2 separate regions of the Callithrix jacchus genome follow, and region 1 is linked to region 2. The links are chromatin contacts, called in public Hi-C maps. All regions are on one chromosome and are shown on one strand. Each heading gives the region's core, a stretch centred on a gene start, on an enhancer-like site or on the middle of the called end of the contact. The rest is flanking DNA. Distances are from core to core; before and after follow the strand shown. Region 1 holds the start of P4HA2 (prolyl 4-hydroxylase subunit alpha 2). Region 2 overlaps SLC22A4 (solute carrier family 22 member 4).

The links. Hi-C and Micro-C count contacts between places; a contact is called where the count stands out from the background.
Region 1: a contact with region 2 is called in a Hi-C map of skeletal muscle, with 2.9 times the contacts expected there. The contact joins the promoter of P4HA2 here to the enhancer-like site in region 2. A contact is called at or near these places in 2 of 3 Hi-C or Micro-C datasets (induced pluripotent stem cells and skeletal muscle).

Annotation. Positions count from the first base shown.
Region 1 is chr2:76,232,471-76,236,454 of calJac240_pri, reverse strand. It overlaps P4HA2 (prolyl 4-hydroxylase subunit alpha 2), which reads right to left and starts at 1,507. Exons shown (of 14, transcript XM_078364880.1): 1 at 1,225-1,507.
Region 2 is chr2:76,144,349-76,148,374 of calJac240_pri, reverse strand. All of the region lies in intron 2 of SLC22A4 (solute carrier family 22 member 4), which reads left to right. Among named protein-coding and RNA genes, the nearest start is that of SLC22A4, 22 kb to the left of the region's middle. Within about 2 kb of position 2,509, at least 4 of the 16 cell types and tissues checked have an H3K27ac peak or open chromatin away from gene starts, as enhancers often do. A contact at or near this core is called in skeletal muscle, where this site is marked.

The sequences.
Region 1 (3,984 bases), core at 258-2,757, 89 kb before region 2:
AGTATTAGCCAAAGGAAATCCTGGTTTATTTAACAGAGACTAAATTATGGAACCTGTTATGTCAGATGAGATATAGGCTGAGAACAAGCAGCAAATCCCGAAAACATCCTATAAATTCTTAGGTGAACAATGGATCTCTGCAAAGTCTGGGACATTTAATAATGCCCCAAGCTACACAGTAATGTCCTCCAACCCTTGCTCTTAGGACCAGGATCTCCTACAAGAGGGCTGGGGCTGTGAGGCCCCAGATGGTCTATATCAAGAAGCACAAATCTCAGGTGTCACTCTACAGTAAAAGACAACAATCTCAGTCTTGGGAGGGATTCCATTGCTCTCCTACACCATCTTAAAGGGTCAAATAGAATACAAAGGCCAGGGACCCACCTGGGCTGCCCAGCAATACCTGAAGCAGGAAATGCCCTGATCCAGACTCATGATGCAAGGGTCAACTGGGCATTTTACATATGCAGGGCACAGTACCAGGCACCACTGTCTTCTCACTCCAGGGTCTTGTGGATAGCATCCATGGACAGCTAGCCCCTACAGTGTCCCTTCCCCATCACCTTGCTTCCACTACAATGCCATAAAGCATGACATCGGCCAAGGTCTCTGCTCCCACTCACATAGGCTGTTCCTCTGTCCACGCTGCCCTTTTGCCAGCCTTCTTCTGAGCTCATGGGTCACCTCCTCCAGGAAGTCCCCTGGCCGGAGGCATCCAGTCCTCTACCAAATACCCAGAGCCCTTATTCCCTTCAAGCACAGCGCTCACCACACTGCTCTGGGCCCGGACCTTCCCACTAGCTTTTCCAGTCCGCCTGTCCCACGGTTAGCAACTGCTTGCGGTTTCCGGCACACAGAAGGGTCCCGTTTGTTGAACTAGTTAACGAATTTTCACGGGTCTCTGCGGCTGCCAAGGAAAAACAACGCAGGTTCCACAGGGATGTCTGGATGAGAAAAGTCCTTCTGATCCAATGCCCATCTAATGGGCTCCAAGCTGGACCCTGCCCAGACAAGACCTCGGACTCCCAGCCCCTGCGAGGGAGCAGAGCGGGCCTTGCCAACAAGAACCGGCCCCTCAGGGCCAGGCTAACGCAGCGCCCCCGCTCCCAACAGCGGGCAGCCGGGGGTCAGGACGCCGCTTCCCGGGAGCCCGACAAGGAAGGACCACCAAGTTCCCAGCCCCGCCCGACAGCCGAGCGGACGGCACGAAGGGCGGCGGCTGACCTCACCACACTGAGTTCGGGAAGGCGTGAGGGCAGCGGGACAGGAACCCAGACGGCTGAGGGCGCGGGGCTGCGGCCCGGACTGCGCTGCGGGTTGCTAGCGGCGCGACCCCAGGCCCCGGCCCCTAACTTTCAGCCCCGCGCGGGCAGAACGCACGGTCCAGCGACCCCTGCCCACGCCCCAGCCCCGGGGCAGATCTGGCGGCTGAGCCGGCGGCGCGCTCACCTGAACACTCGCAGCTCCCGGCGTTTCCAGAACCTCCCGCGGCGTCGCCCAGTCCACTAGGCACCTCCTCCCTCGGCCGCTCCGCCTCCCGCCGCGGCCGGGGCTCCGCCCACTTGAGCCGCAGCCTGGTCCTAACCTCACGCTCCTCACGCCCGCCTGCGTCCTGGCTCCGAGCTCCGAGGGCCCTGGCGGGGGTCGCTGTCCTCTGCGACCCTTGGGTACGCCCAGGCTACCCGACCGCGTAGGAGTGGGAGCCGAAGCGGGAGCGGGAACCAGCGTGGGAGCCGGAGCCGGAGCCGGAGCCGGAGCTGGAGCTGGCCGCCTGCACCCTTCATGCCGCCTGCCGCCCACCGCACGTAGTCCGCGCCCGCCTGGCTTTGGTGCGCCCCCACCTGCGGGCCTTGGCCCGCCCTCCTTCCCAGCCCCCGGGCGCCTGGTGAGGTCGCCACGACCCGATCCCCGCGCCGGGGCTGTGAGGAGAGCGTCCCCTGGAGGCTGAGGGATTTCCCTGCCTCCGCTCAGGCCCATTGCTTGGGGTGCCCTGCCGGGAACACGGGCCCCTTCCCGGCACCACCACAGAGGCTGTAACAGGAGACTGGGGTCACCGGGCTAGGAACTGGGTATTAGAGGGAGGAGGCGGACCAGTGGAGAAGACGCTGAGGAAGACTAGGGACCTGGGGCCCACACCCTGGAGACCAAGACTGGGTGGCCCATCCTCAGGGTCGAGCTCCCAGAAGGGTTCAGAGTCCCGGGATCCGGTTCAGGCAGTCCTGGTATAATGTACAGGGATGATGGATTGATAAGGAGGCCCATCAAAGGCTGGCAGGGGTGGGGGGGGGGGCGGTAACAATCCGGGGGTGCACTGGGTTGCCCAAACTTTTCTTTATGCCATGGGTCAAAAAGAATGGACACCTGGTTCAGCCAGTCCAGTCTGAAAGAGAATAAGAAGAGATGCAGCAAACCTCAGCCTGAGTGGGAGGAGGCCCTGGCGGCCAGGCAGGTTCCCACGCCTGCTCTGTGAACCTTCCTCTCATGAATGAGGGGAAACAAGGTCTGAGAATCTCATCAGAGATTCTCAGGGAACAAGCCCAGAGCGTGAGATGCCCAGCCTCCGCCCGGGCCCAGTTTGGATATTCCCTATGGCACATGGGCCAGGCAGGCGGCCCAGACCTGGGGAAAGGAGCACACACTCGGAAATACATATAAAACACGAATAAGCCTCCGTTTCGGCCTGTGTCAGCCACTGGCCTGAGCCGGGCTAAAACCACACAGAAACCCTCCTGCATCTGCTACATCCACACAAGCTTCCTTCTATCTCACCCTTCTCAGGAGCTTGCCTCGTGGGTCATCCCTTTTCTCTCCTGAAGGCTCAACCACCTGCTCTCAACTGGCTCTTTCCCATTGGCCTATAAATATGTTAAAGCCTCTACTATGGGAACAAAACCCTCATTCGACCCCACTGAGTGTCTCTGTCCTCAACCATGGCAAAATTCCTTGAAAGAGCCGTCTCCTCATCCTCACATCTTTCCCACTCTTCAGGCCCTACAGTCAGCCTTCTAGTCCCCTAACAGCAACAAACCAGGTCTCAATATTAACTATATCCTCTAATCTCTAAATTCAACGACTGTTCTTCAGACCTCATCTGCCAGATCCCCAAGCAGTGTTTGACACCCAGCGATGACCACTGCCCCCCGGATCACTCATTTCCCTTGGTTTCCCCTTATTCTCTCTGGCCACCTCTGCTCAAGCTTTAGCATCCTGCTCTCCCCATTAGTAAAGGTTGGGGGTTCCTCAAGGCTCAGGTTTAGGCTTTCCATTTCCCTTTTCTCTTTATTGTTTTCCTATACACACAGGTGACACAAATTTCTCTCTTTACCCTTATCCTTACTGCTGAATTTCAGATTCATACAACTCATTGTTCAGTCTACATCCCCACTTGAGTGTCCACAGGCACCTCAAGGACAACATGTCCAAACCACAGTTCTTGTTCTTCCCCACATCTCCCCACTCCACACATGCTGTCTTCCCTGCTATACTGAAGGAGAAAATTCCCATGAGTTACCTAACCAGAAGCCTGGGAGTCATACTTGGCAGCTCCCTCTCCCTCAGCCCCAGACCCTACTCATCTATGTCCCAAGGCTGTTCAATTTGACCCCTAAATCTCCTCTAATCCACCCATTTCTCTCCGTCCTTTTTCACATAAGCGATGGCAACACTTTCCTGACTGGCTGCCCCTCCATTTTAGTTCCCTTTCATCTCTCCACTACAACCATGAGTACCTCAAAATGCAGAGTTGAGCCCATTACTTGAAGCTAGGAAATTGCACTGCTCTTGAAACATCAAAAAGTGGTTTGTAAGGCTCCACATGGTTTTACCTCTGCTTACTTCTGTAGCCACATCGAACTTCCTTCAGTTCCTCTAACTGGCCATTCCTCCTCCCCATCACAGACCTTTACACATGCTGTTCTTTATGTCTAGAAAAAATATTTCTCCCTCCCTGATTAAAACCTTTAGATCCCCTCAGAGGCAGAGAGT
Region 2 (4,026 bases), core at 1,260-3,759:
GAGATGTGGTTTCACCATGTTGGCCAGGATGGTCTCGATCTCTTGCTTCGTGATCCACCTGCCTTGGCCTCCCAAAGTGCTGGGATTATAGGGGTGAGCCACCGTGCCCGGCTGGCATCAGTATTTTTTCAAGCTCTCCAGGTGATTCCAAGTGCAGTCAAAATTGAAAACCACTTGCCAAGTGACTCTTAGTTCTGGATTTACAGAAGTTTCATGTTGCTGATTCAAGAAATATCTGTAGTCTGCGCTGTACTCACTTTCCAGAAATGTGCTGGCAGCATCCATCTCTGGCTCCTTCTAAACAGCATATTTCCACATGGTCCTTGCAGACTCAGTTCCATGCTTTTGAAACATAGTGACTCCACAGGAAGCTGAGAATCTCAAAGCTATCTCCTGAGCAGAGAGATGCCTGAGACCTCACCAAGGAGGAAGATGAGAAGATGTGACAGGGGAAAAAGTCTGCCAAAGCCCTGAAAAAACACTAAGTCTGCATTGATGCCTGACTCAGGGTTTGCAACATACCTTGGCAACCTACACCTCTCATGTTTTGTATTATACTGCATTTTCTAGGTTCGGCAGGAAAAATGTTCTCTTCGCAACTATGGCTATACAGACTGGCTTCAGCTTCCTGCAGATTTTCTCCATCAGCTGGGAGATGTTCACTGTGCTATTTGTCATTGTGGGCATGGGCCAGATCTCCAATTATGTGGTGGCTTTCATACTAGGTAGGAATGGCTTCTGGGACACGGGGTTCCTCCCTCCAACCCTCTGAAAGGCCCAGAAACAGAAAATATTGGGCCATTGGGCTGTGCTTCCAAAGCCCTTGAATATATGTGTGTTGGGATGGAGCTGTAGCTGTAGCTCTTGGAGCAAATCACTCATAGAGACTTGCTCACAGGAACTTATGAGGGCAGGCACTCACAGGAGCCACCTCTATGCTGAACCCTGAAATATGGTGGAGGAGAAGAGCTGGAGCCATTAAGAACCAGCCGCACAATAGCCAAGACACATTCTCAGGAACACAGGGTTTGAGAGAGGCACAGAGGAGGACATTTTAGGGGAAGGGCAGCCTGAGGATGTCTGATCTGAGCTTTGTAGGCTTAAGACTTCTTGAGCCTGGTGGCCTGTGAAGGAACTTACGGTAGTCACTGTGGCCAGTACACAGGTGGGGAGGCTCATGCCAGACAGGGAGGGTTCAGTGCCAGCCCGTCATCATTGGGCCCATCTGGTCTCACCCTGAGTCAGAGCACACCCCAGAGCCTATCAGCTAAGCACAGTCCGGAGCCTCCCTGCACTGATAGCAGGCCCATCTCCTGTCAGGCTGCACGAGGAAGACTCATCAGCTACAAGGTCAGGAGGAGGTCCCTGGGGCCCTCAGCAGAGCCCTTTTCCTGGGAAGGAGTGAGGTGAGCTCCGGACAAGTTGATCAGGGTCATCCGCAGGAGTGAGAGCCCCCAGTATGTTTTCTGAGCACAGCAAATGGGCAAATGAGAGAAGCAGAGGCGAGGGGTATCTCTGGGACAGGAGACACAAATTCCCATCATCTCTAGAGTGACAATATATTCTAGCTTACTCAATACCACCCCAGTGTGTCTCTATTGTCACAGTGTCATTATTAATAATGCCCCTTTAATAGAAGTCTAATGATTCTTCTTGCCTCAAAAGTCTGAATCTGGTTAGGTGACTCTGATTGCTTTTTAAGAGTCTGGAGGACTAATTGGCTTTGGAGATGCTGTGCTCTCTTAGTTGAAGGTGTGTACACCCTTCATCAGGCTGCCAGGATGGAATTATTACACCTCCACTCCTCTATTTGTGAAGAGCCCCGTGCCATGGGCTCAGCCTCAGTGTCTGCAGATGGGAGGAGGGAGGAGAGAAGGAGGGAAGAAAATGCTGGAGCCACATGGTCCCAGCAGATAGCATACTCTTCAGCAGGCCCCAGTGAGAGGAAGCTGCTCCCCTTACTTCAGGGGGAAGGAGAGGGGCAAGATTTTCTTGAAGTTCATTTGTGTAGAGGCATAGGGAGCTTCAGGCCAGTGATGTTGGAAACTGGAGGTTGGAGGATCTTAGGACAGAAATTGCAATCTCCTAGTCCCCGGTGGCTCCAAGATCACAGGGCAAAGCCTACTGTCTGCATGTTTGAAGTCCCCAGAATCCATCTGTGTGATGATCCTCCCAAAATCTGAAAACCCCAACATGTAGCTCTGCTAGGTAGACACACACCAAAAACCAAACAGGCCTCCCCAAAACAGAGGACTCTGACCGCAGGCTCATATCCCAGGAAGACCTGAAGGACCACCTGGATCACAAGGGCAGAGAGTCACGGTGAAGCCAAAGAAGCTCCATCTATGGGAATGGGAACAAGGTGGGACTTGTGCTAGGTGGTGGCATCCCCAGTTATACAGAATGGGCAGCAATGAGATCTGCCTTTTCAGTGGCACGGGGTGCTTCTGGGACCTCCAAGCCTCCCCTATGCGAGTGAGTGAGGCAAGGAGAGCATACTCCAGGCTTCCTACAGGAAAGGGCTGCCCTACTGGCCCTGACACTGTCATCTACTCTCCTCCCAACTCCCCATGCAACGTGTGGTCTCACATGCAGGGTGGAGAAGGGGAAGAGGGCCAAGGAGAAAGTAAGGTCATGGAAGATCAGTCAAGTCAGCAGTCAGTAGGTGAAACCCTGGGTGCAGCAGCCTTACTGTCCGCCAGGATCTGGGCTGCTCAGGGCTTGCTATCAGTCTGGGGCCAGGCCTTCTGTAGGGTGCTCTGGGAGTCTCTCCAGTGGTAGTTTTACTCCATTGTGCTCTGCAGGAAATTACTGGCTTTTGTGTCCTGGTATGAGACTCGTTGTGTTGGGTTCTCAGGTCTGAAAGTTTAAGAGTGTCCCTGAAAATTAGCCTGCTCTGGAGTGGCTGACTCCCCAGTCAGTGCCTGGGACTGGGGGACACAATTGAAAGGCAAGGTGGTTGCTGGCTCTCCTACAGTGCAGCAGCGCTCTCTGGTGTTTCTGAGATAAAATTGCTGAATTCCAGGTTGTATTTACCTAAAATAAACCAAAAAGTGGGATCTGGGCTGAGGAGTTCTGTAGTTGCCTTCGCTTCTGCCCTCTGGCCCTAAGGAAGGGTTGGCAAAGCTCTGCAGTGATAATTTCACATTAATTTGGGAAGCCAAATTACTCCCACTGTCAAAGCAGTGCAGAAATGAGTCCTTGTTTTGTGCTGCTTTTTAAAAATGATCGAGCCTGCCAGAGTCACGGCAGACTAGGAAAAGGGAAAGAAAGAACAGTGCTACCCAATTCAGCATAAAACAGACATGCCTGGAAGTAATGGTGTTGCTAGAATGACACTGGTTTAGGAGGAAATGACCACTCGGGACCAAGGACACCAACCCTACCCACACTTCAGCTCCCCTCACAATCTCCTACTGTTGTCCAGAAATAATGCCCTCCACCTGTCAATAGCCTTCTGGGTAGAATGCCATCAGTATCCTCCCTTATCCCCTATAACTAGCTGCTTAAACACAAAAAGTTACCTGCCTCCTCTCTTGACTGATTCATTAATTCAGTATGTTTCAATACTTCTAACATCAGCCTCCCATGTGACATTTCTTTGGGCATGCTGAACCATTTAAAGCCTTGCTTCCTCTGACATCTAGAGGTTTCTCCTTTTGATAGGTGTGAATGATGGCATCTTCCTTTACAACTCTGGCTACTAGGAAGCTCAGGCAAAGTTGGAATTTAACTACATCAATGATGCAGTGTTTACCAGCCACATATTTGTTTCTTTACTGTTTTTACATTGAAAAGTTGACATATAATTTTGTCTTAGCCTGTTTGGGATGCCATAACAAAATCCTGCAGACTGGATGGTTTAAATGACCAAAATTTATTTTCCACAGTTCTGGAGGATGGAAGTCCAAGATCAAAGTGCCAGCAGGGTTGGTGTCTAGTGAGGGTTCTCCCTTGGGTTGGAGATGGTTGCCTTCTCCCTAAGTTTTCACATGGTCTTTCCTCTGTACAAGTGCTCAGAGAGAG